Linked DNA regions of Mus musculus: region 2 is linked to region 1. Evidence: chromatin contacts called from public Hi-C data. All regions are on one chromosome and are shown on one strand. The core of a region is the stretch at or near the end of the contact, and the rest is flanking DNA. Distances in the headings are between cores, read along the strand shown.

Region 1 (3,951 bases), core at 673-3,172:
AAATATTGAGCCATAGTTCTCATGGCAATCTATTTGTTTTGTTTTCTCTTATTCCTTTTCTTATTTACATGTACCTGGTAGCCTAGGCCAAGATCTTAAGCGAGAATAATGGGCAAGAAACCATCCCTAGAGATGGGGTCACTAACATGACCTTATCCCCAGGGAAACCAGCGCTTTACTTTCTAAATCATTTACAAAACTATTATGATAAAAAAACTTTCCCAACAATAAAATTACATATGGCTACACGTGTGTCATTGGAGGTGGATTTCTGTATATGGTAAAGAAAGCCTTAATTAGAAAGAATTAAAATAGTTTAAATTTATACATTGAAGATTATAAAAAATCAGGCACTAGACGTTAAGTACTAATTGATCATGGGGCTGGAAAGTTAGTTCAGTGGTTAAGAGCACTGACCACCGTTAAAGATTTATTAACCTGCTCCTGGAAACATGCCACTAGCCCTGAAAGACTGCCCCCACTGAATACACCCTTTTAGAATTGTTATAGTTTGATGGTTTATAATGATGTTACCTGTTCTGTTTGTGGTTCACTGAATACATGGTTTCAGAGTTGTAATGCTTGGATGATTTTTGTGCTTCACTGTGCCAAATGATTTTTGTTGGTATTTGTGATGGTTTTACTGGATATAGTTTCTAAGAGATCTAATGTTTGGTTTTTTAATGTATAAAGCCCCCTGCTTGAGAGCTGCAGAATACACTCAGATTCAAACTGCCTCTGTGTTTGTTTCTGTTTGTCACTGCTGGATCCTTACCCACCTAGCTTCAAGGACCCTCATTCCAGGGACCCTCATACCTGATGCAGGGGCATACCACTCTTAATGCTAAGAAGCCTTTATGCCTCATGCAGATAGCACCGGACCTCCTTCTTAGAGCTTCTCTGGCCCCTGGGCAACCGAGTTCTGTCATGATCCTCATCATCCATCGATCCCCAGGTCTGAGCTCACCCCTCATTAGCCAAGGCATCAAGGCCCAAGACAGAAGTGATCAGAAAAGAGGTACCAGAGTGAGTGACAGAGTTGGAGTCAGGCAGAACCTAGGGCTACTTGTGGTGGGGAAAGAAGGGGACTCTGGAAAGCTCCCCTGGGACCTTTAGACAACTTACCTCCTGTCTAACTCCTGAAGGGAAATAGGTAGGGAAGGAACTGAGGAGGGGGCCCTCCAATTTACAGAAGGCCAACCACAGACAGTGTCTCTGCAAGGTTTCACCCCCCAACTCAGGATCAGTATTCACTTCCTTCTTCATTAAGTCATTTCTACTATGAGTGACTTACCCAAGGGAAAGAACTCATGGTGGGTGCTGCTAAAAACCAGGAGCGCCTCTCAGAGGAACAGAGCAGCCCTATTGCATGGAGAGGATCCAGAACCTCTGAATACAGCAGAGTATACACCTGGGACAGTCAGGGGCCACTAAAATTCCCCTGAGTGGCTTATTCTATTGTGGCCAGTGGCCCCTAGGCTTGGCTGAAGTGGAGAAGGGCTGGGTCTATTCCTCTATCTTAGAAGCAGGCACTAAGGTGTCCTCCTAGGTCCAGGCGTTAATGAAAGTGTTCACAAAAGTTTGCCACCAAAAGAGAAACCACGACCCAGATAGATGTGAATCTTTACTTAAAGAAAAGCAACAGAGTCAGAGGTCCACCAGGGGTGGGAGACTTGAGCGGGGTGCTTTGGGACAGGAGCACAATCACTGGGTGGAGAAGCGTCAGGCAGTGTGCATGTCAAAGTAGCTGGTGAGGGATGCTGTGAAGATACAAGAGTCAAGGTGAAAGGGGTAGAAGGCTGGTGTCCTGGGCAGGAAGGCAAGCCGCGTGCGCAGACTCGGAGGTAGCGTTGAGAGAGGGTGGACATCTGGGTAGGTTTCTGGGCCTGACCGGAAGTGAAGGAGGTGGGGACGGAGGGAGGTTCGTGGGGACAGGAAAGGGCGGGAGAAAGGGCAGGGCAAGACAGGGCAAGGCAAGGCTGGGCAAGCCTGTGACCCTGCGAGCCAGTCAGCCCCTGTTTAGGCCGAGCACACTTACCCCAGTCACGGGCGGAGCGGGGACGGGGCAGACAGTCACTTGGGGGGCTGGGATGGCACGCCCTCCGCCTTCTGCGGGTCTTCTTTCTCTCTCGTGTCCAAAGACTTCCCTGACGGCTCGGTGCCCTCTGCCGCTGCAGCTGCAGCTGCAGTGGACACAGCCATCGCCGCAGGGGTAGTGCCCTTATGCTCCTCCTTGGCGGTCCGGTAGTTGTTTCCCCAGACAGCGGGCATCTCAGTGCCGTGTTTGCGGCTCAGTGGGTAGGCCCCGATGGCTGCCAGGATGCTGCGGTGGCGTTCGGGGTCCATCTCGGTGTAGTACATCTCCAGGGTCAGTGGGGTGCAGATCTTGTGCTGCAGCGGATGCATATTCCGGACCAGCGTGGGGGGCCGGGGATCCGAGTGAAAGAAGAGGAGGAGGAGGAAGGGTCCCAGTTAAAAAAACAAACAAACAACAACAACAAAAAACTCACAAAGGGGGCTTTGGCTTCGGGCCAGAGGATTATTGCCCAAGGATCACTGGCTCCTCCCAGGAAGCTGGAGGGCTCCAGTTCCACTAGCACCTCCTGCCTTCAGTTTAGATAAAACACCTTCTCTCTCACTCTTCTCTTAAATTTTACTTTGTGTGGGGGCTGCAGAGACGGAGAGAAGAATACTGACTGCTCTTCCAGAGGTTCTGAGTTCAATTCCCAGCAACCACATGGTGGCTCACAACCATCTGTAATGGGGCCTGATGCCCTCTTCTGGCATGTCTAAAGACAGCTACAGTGTACTCATATACATAAGATAAATAAATAACTTAAGATGCTTACTTTGTGTGTCTATAACTGTGCTTGAGTTGGCTAGAGGAGGTCTCCTTGAGACACGGTCTCTCACTGAAGCTGGAGCAAGCTTGGAACTGTCCTGCCTCTCGGTGTTGGGGTTACAGCAGCCACATCTGGCTTTTTACATGGGTCCTGGGAACTTGAACCCGGGTTCTTATTTATGCACACACAGCATGCGCTTTCCCCTACTCTGCCACTTCTCTAGCCCTAAAACAACATTTTCTCACAAAAATCTCAAAAGATAGGATCTCCTTATGTTCTGGGAAGTAAGAAAATGGAACCACACAGGGACGGCCTTGTCATTCAGAAGGGAAAGCAAGTATGGGAGAGGCATCTTTCCTTGATGCTGTTGCAGAAAGCCCTCCACATCCTGGCATTGCCTGAAAACCATAGCAGGACCACGGCGGTCTCTACTGTCCTTGCCCAGGTCTTTGACCCCTCAGGCTTACCCGAAGTAGGAAGCCATCTGGGCAGGTAAACTGGTCATACCAGATGGCCTTGTACATGATCAGCACACAGCCCAGAAGTGCCATAGCAAAAGCGATCATCCTTGCGGTGGGCAGCTGGCAGAGGAAAAGAAGCAACATGGTGCAGGTGAGATGGGTTGGGGCCAGCCTCTCTGAGGGGATGACCCCTCAGGACTGGGTGTAGGCATAGTACCACAGCCCTTACGTCTTGTCTCCTTACATCCTTCCTTGAGGTCAGCTCCAGGACCAAAGGTCTAGAAACTGTTCTTTGCAGGCCTACCCTTGCTGGCATTCTGGAAACATCCCTGACCAGGTAAACTGCATTTGGCCAGTGAAGTTGCATGCAGTCAGTTGACCCAGAAGGTGCTATAGGAACAGGTTTGCCCTGCCCATGTGCCCCCTACAAAAGTTGGTGTTCACCCTGAATGCAGGGAACATTGTATGTATGTTTGTGCGCACTGGGGATGGGGTGGGAAGGCTTCTAGGGAGACAGGTGCATTTGTACCACCCTGGGAAGATCCCTGCCCCCTGAAAAAGCAGCAAGGCCTAAGCACTATGGAAAGGGGGCAGGTGTTCCTTCTGAAAATGGAAAAGCATTAGAAACAGTTAAAAATGATGAAATG
Region 2 (3,951 bases), core at 510-3,009, 650 kb after region 1:
GAGCAGAGGTGGAAGCTTACAGAGTACAAGGTAGAGTAGGGAAAAGTGCAGAAGTGGTGAGTTTTACTGCATTAGCTAGAACAACTCCAGTGACTAACTCATCACACGTGTGCTACATCATGAGGGATTGGGATTGCAGAGAGTAAAAGAGGGGTGAACGATGGAGAGCATTTTCAGATAAATAGCACCACAAAGGATTGTCACACGAAGGATTGGTAGGGGTAGAATGGTGTGTGTGTGTGTGTGTGTGTGTGTGTGTGTGTGTGTGTGTGTGTGTGTGTGTTCATGGAGAAAAGGCCAGTGGATGATCTCAGGTCATCGCACAGGTATTTCCTGGAAAGACTATTATTATTGGTAAAGGTAAACAATAAGATTATCAGAAAAGTTGAGCCATGCTCTGAAGAACAATCACCATCCCCCCCCTCACACACTGATGACAGGAATGAGCTGCCTGCTAACAGTGCATATAAAACCCACAGAAAAGGCTCTGGGAAGTGGTGATGCCATGAGCCATAGGCTTGTTGAGTCAAGAATGGTTACCAGGCACAAAGGCAGAAAAGCCATAGAGTACTTTGGGGTTCACGGGCCTGTGACAGAGAGGAGGGCTCCCTGAGATAACATATTTGAGATACATCATGGTAATGATAGAATCAACCAGGAAGACTGATGGATCACAGAAAGTAAGGCTTATAAAAGACCCGAGTTTATGAAGAGAGATGTGGGCAAGAATAGACCATACAGAAGTATCAGAGTTTATGAAGAGAGATGTGAGCAACCAGAGAGCACACAGAAGTACCAGAGTGTGGGTTCCCAAACCAGATGAGCACTGCCCATACCCTGGAGAGCTCTCAGAAAACATGGTGGGAGTAGGGCTGATCTCTACCCAAATCAGGCTTGTGCCTGCTCAACTCCATAAAGACAAAGACCAAGTAATGATAAAGCCAGTTCAATCTTTGTTTCCCCTGCCAGAGAACTGGCTTCTCAGAAATCATGTAACCAGCAGTCTGCTAATATAGCTGTTATGCTTGGAAGGTCCCTGCCCCTGCTGAAATACTTCCTCCCTTTTCCTTTCTCCTCTCTCTCCTGAGTCTAGCTCTATCATATAGCCTCTCTATTTCAATAAAGGAGCTGTTCTCTGACAGTCTCCTTGTTATCTATACCCACCATACTCTCCGCTGCCTTAGACCCTGATCCAATATGTGACAGTCATTTGGGGGTGGGGGGCACACATCGGAGAAAGGATAGTGAGTGAGATCCCAGGAGACAAGGTTATACAGAGTCTACAAGAGACATCTCAGCATGTCTTTCCAAGAGGTGCCGGTGGTTATGAGAATGTTTGCTCTGAGGGTGAAGGGTACAAATTCATCTTCACAACATCACCAGAGTACAACTTGGGAGGAGCAGATCACAGAGTAGACAGGCTCTGAATAAATAATGCTCTACTACACGATGGCGAGAACCTAAATCTAAACAATGAAAGTTTCAAAGGTAGAAACTGAAAAAAATAAATAAATGAAGGAAATTGGGTTTAGAAAATAAATAGAAGGGGTGGGTGATGGATAGACAAGCTGCCAAGAGAGAAACACGCTCACTCCACCCCCTTATGTCAACAGACTAAGTTTTAAGGTGGTAAAGTATGAAAAACGGACATTGAAGTTTTGGACTATGACCTTGTCTCCGAGGCTTGTAGACACAGGAATAGATCCAGAGCTGTTCAGTGCTAATGTCGAGTGCCAACCAGACAATAGTGACTGGGCTCATGTTGCAACGGTTCTCAGAACAGCTGAGTTGGTGAATGCTCCTGCTTGGCTGTATCCTGTCTTTCTACGCCATAGCATTCCCAGACAATGCAGCAAACATCATTCTGGAGTCCAGCACTGGGCTCCACAGAACCATGTACTTTTTTCCTGTGCAACCTGGCCACCATGGATATTGTCTGTACCTCATCGGTGCTTCCCAAGGCCCTAGTTAGCCTAGTGTCTGAGGAAAACACCATCTCCTTCAAGGAGTGCATGGCCCAGCTCTTCTTCCTTGTCCAGTCTGCATCCTCTGAGCTGCTGCTGCTCATGGTCAATGCTATGACTACGATGTGGCCATCTGCTGTCCCTGCACTGTAATTTTAGGATAAGCCCACAGCTGTGGGAACTAAGCCATGGGTATGTGGTCCATATGAGCACTAAATGCATCTGTGCACACTGGTCTGATAATGTGGCTGCAAACAGCGTCATGATTCTCATGGCCAAAGACTTCTATGGAGGTATCAACTTCTTGCTGACCCTACAGTCCTGTGGCTGCAACTCAACCTCACACTACCCAGTAGCCTGTGCAGTGCTTATCCATGCTCTGTGCTTGTGTCAGCACCCCTTTAAACGACATCCTGGAAAGTAGCAGTGTCTTCAGTGCTGTACACAGTCCTGAGCCCTACCTTGAACCTGCCCATCTATACACTGGGAAATAAGACCCTACAAGCCATGGGAGACGTGTGCAACTTTTTAAGCTGCAGATGGAAATGCACAAGCTGCCCTTCAGGCTTATGCTCCTCTCACACTTGCCTTACTGAGAGTAGCTCCATGGAGTACAGAGGCAGCTGTCATAATAAAGAAAAGAGCCTTCAGTCATAGGTGATGGCACTGTATTGTCGGCCCTGCTGTGTTATTTTGGTTGGGCCTCAGGGGTCTGTGGGTCATCAATAAATGTCTCATTTTCAGAACCACCACCTCAGGCTCCTGACGTGCTCTTCTCCCATCTAGGTTAATATTCCAGGGCAACACCGCCACAGAGCTTGGCTTCTCTCAGCCTTTGCTTAGTTACCACTACTCCTTTTTATTGTCCCAATGGTCAATATCACTCTTTCCCAATTACTCACGCTGTTAGTGGATGAGCTAACTTTTCTCGTTGCTTTGATAAACTAACAGGAGCAACATAACAAAGGTTTGGGGTTTGGCTCACCATGGCAGAAAACACGTGATGGCAGAAGTGCCACATAGACACATGGCATCCACATTAGAGAGCAATGAGTGTTCATACTCAGTTCACTTTCTTCTCTTATACAGTCTGGGTCTCTAGACCATGGAATAGTGATGCCCCATAGTTAGGGCAGGTCTTCCCACCTTAACTACTGTAATCTAGATAATCTTTCACTGACTACCAAGAATCTTGTCTCTGGTGATTCTGGTTCCTGTTAAGTGAATCATCAATATTAGCCATCACAAGTGGGGGTAATTAATAACCTATTCTTGGCATCTTCTCCCTCCCTCAATACATTGTCATGTTCTGTTCTTCAAAATCTTCTATATACCATGCCCCCAACCTTTCCTCATCAAACAAAAATGACCTGTTTTTGCCTCCTGAACTTAGGCTCCTTGGTTACTCCTCATTCTATCTGAAATTTTTCAGGTAGTACCTAATTCTACTCTAATTTCTTAGCATATATAACTAATCCTATCTCCAATCTACATATCTGCATAGTGACATATCTCTCTGAACATACTTTAATTCCTGTAATGTAGTGTGATTTGTTTTTATGTTCCTGGCCCTTTAAAGGATCCCCAGTGGCTAGTCAACTGGCTCTTTGGGAATGCTTCACTGTTAGAACTGTTTGGCCCTATAACCTTTAGAGTCATGCCTCTTGGACTTCTGAGAACAGTAAAGGACATGAAAAGCCAGCAGAGGCTGAGGGAGAAGAGAGTAGAGTCCAGGTGGCAGGAGAGTATGGTCAGAAAGTAGAGTTAGAGAAGAGAGGTGGTGCAGGAAGAAAGAAGACTGAAGAAGAGAAGAGACTGAGCAGACTGAAAATGAGTGATGTTGAGCCAGGAGAAGTTGAGTTGAGCCAGAAAAAAATGTTGTTAGGATGGAGGAGTCCAGCTCCAGGTGAGGGTCAGGGCCTGATACAGGTGGATAGAAGAGTAGTGAGGAAGGAATCAGACATGGGACACTTTTTAGTTTCATTTC

The links. A called contact is a pair of places that touch in the nucleus more often than the background predicts.
Region 2: a Hi-C map of liver shows a contact between it and region 1, with 3 times the contacts expected there. The contact joins two enhancer-like sites. A contact is called at or near these places in 1 of 39 promoter capture datasets (liver), 1 of 15 datasets of contacts at CTCF or cohesin (large pre-B cells), 5 of 484 Hi-C or Micro-C datasets (cerebral cortex, liver and uterus) and 1 of 9 other capture datasets (embryonic tail).

Annotation. Positions count from the first base shown.
Region 1 is chr7:140,068,274-140,072,224 of GRCm38.p6, forward strand. It overlaps Caly (calcyon neuron-specific vesicular protein), which reads right to left. Exons shown (of 5, transcript NM_001190385.1): 4 at 3,311-3,424; 5 at 1,607-2,391. The coding sequence ends at 2,074. Among named protein-coding and RNA genes, the nearest start is that of Caly, 12 kb to the right of the region's middle. Within about 2 kb of position 1,923, at least 30 of the 459 cell types and tissues checked have an H3K27ac peak or open chromatin away from gene starts, as enhancers often do. A contact at or near this core is called in liver, where this site is marked.
Region 2 is chr7:140,719,617-140,723,567 of GRCm38.p6, forward strand. It overlaps the pseudogene Olfr542-ps1. Among named protein-coding and RNA genes, the nearest start is that of Olfr541, 17 kb to the left of the region's middle. Within about 2 kb of position 1,760, at least 5 of the 459 cell types and tissues checked have an H3K27ac peak or open chromatin away from gene starts, as enhancers often do. A contact at or near this core is called in liver, where this site is marked.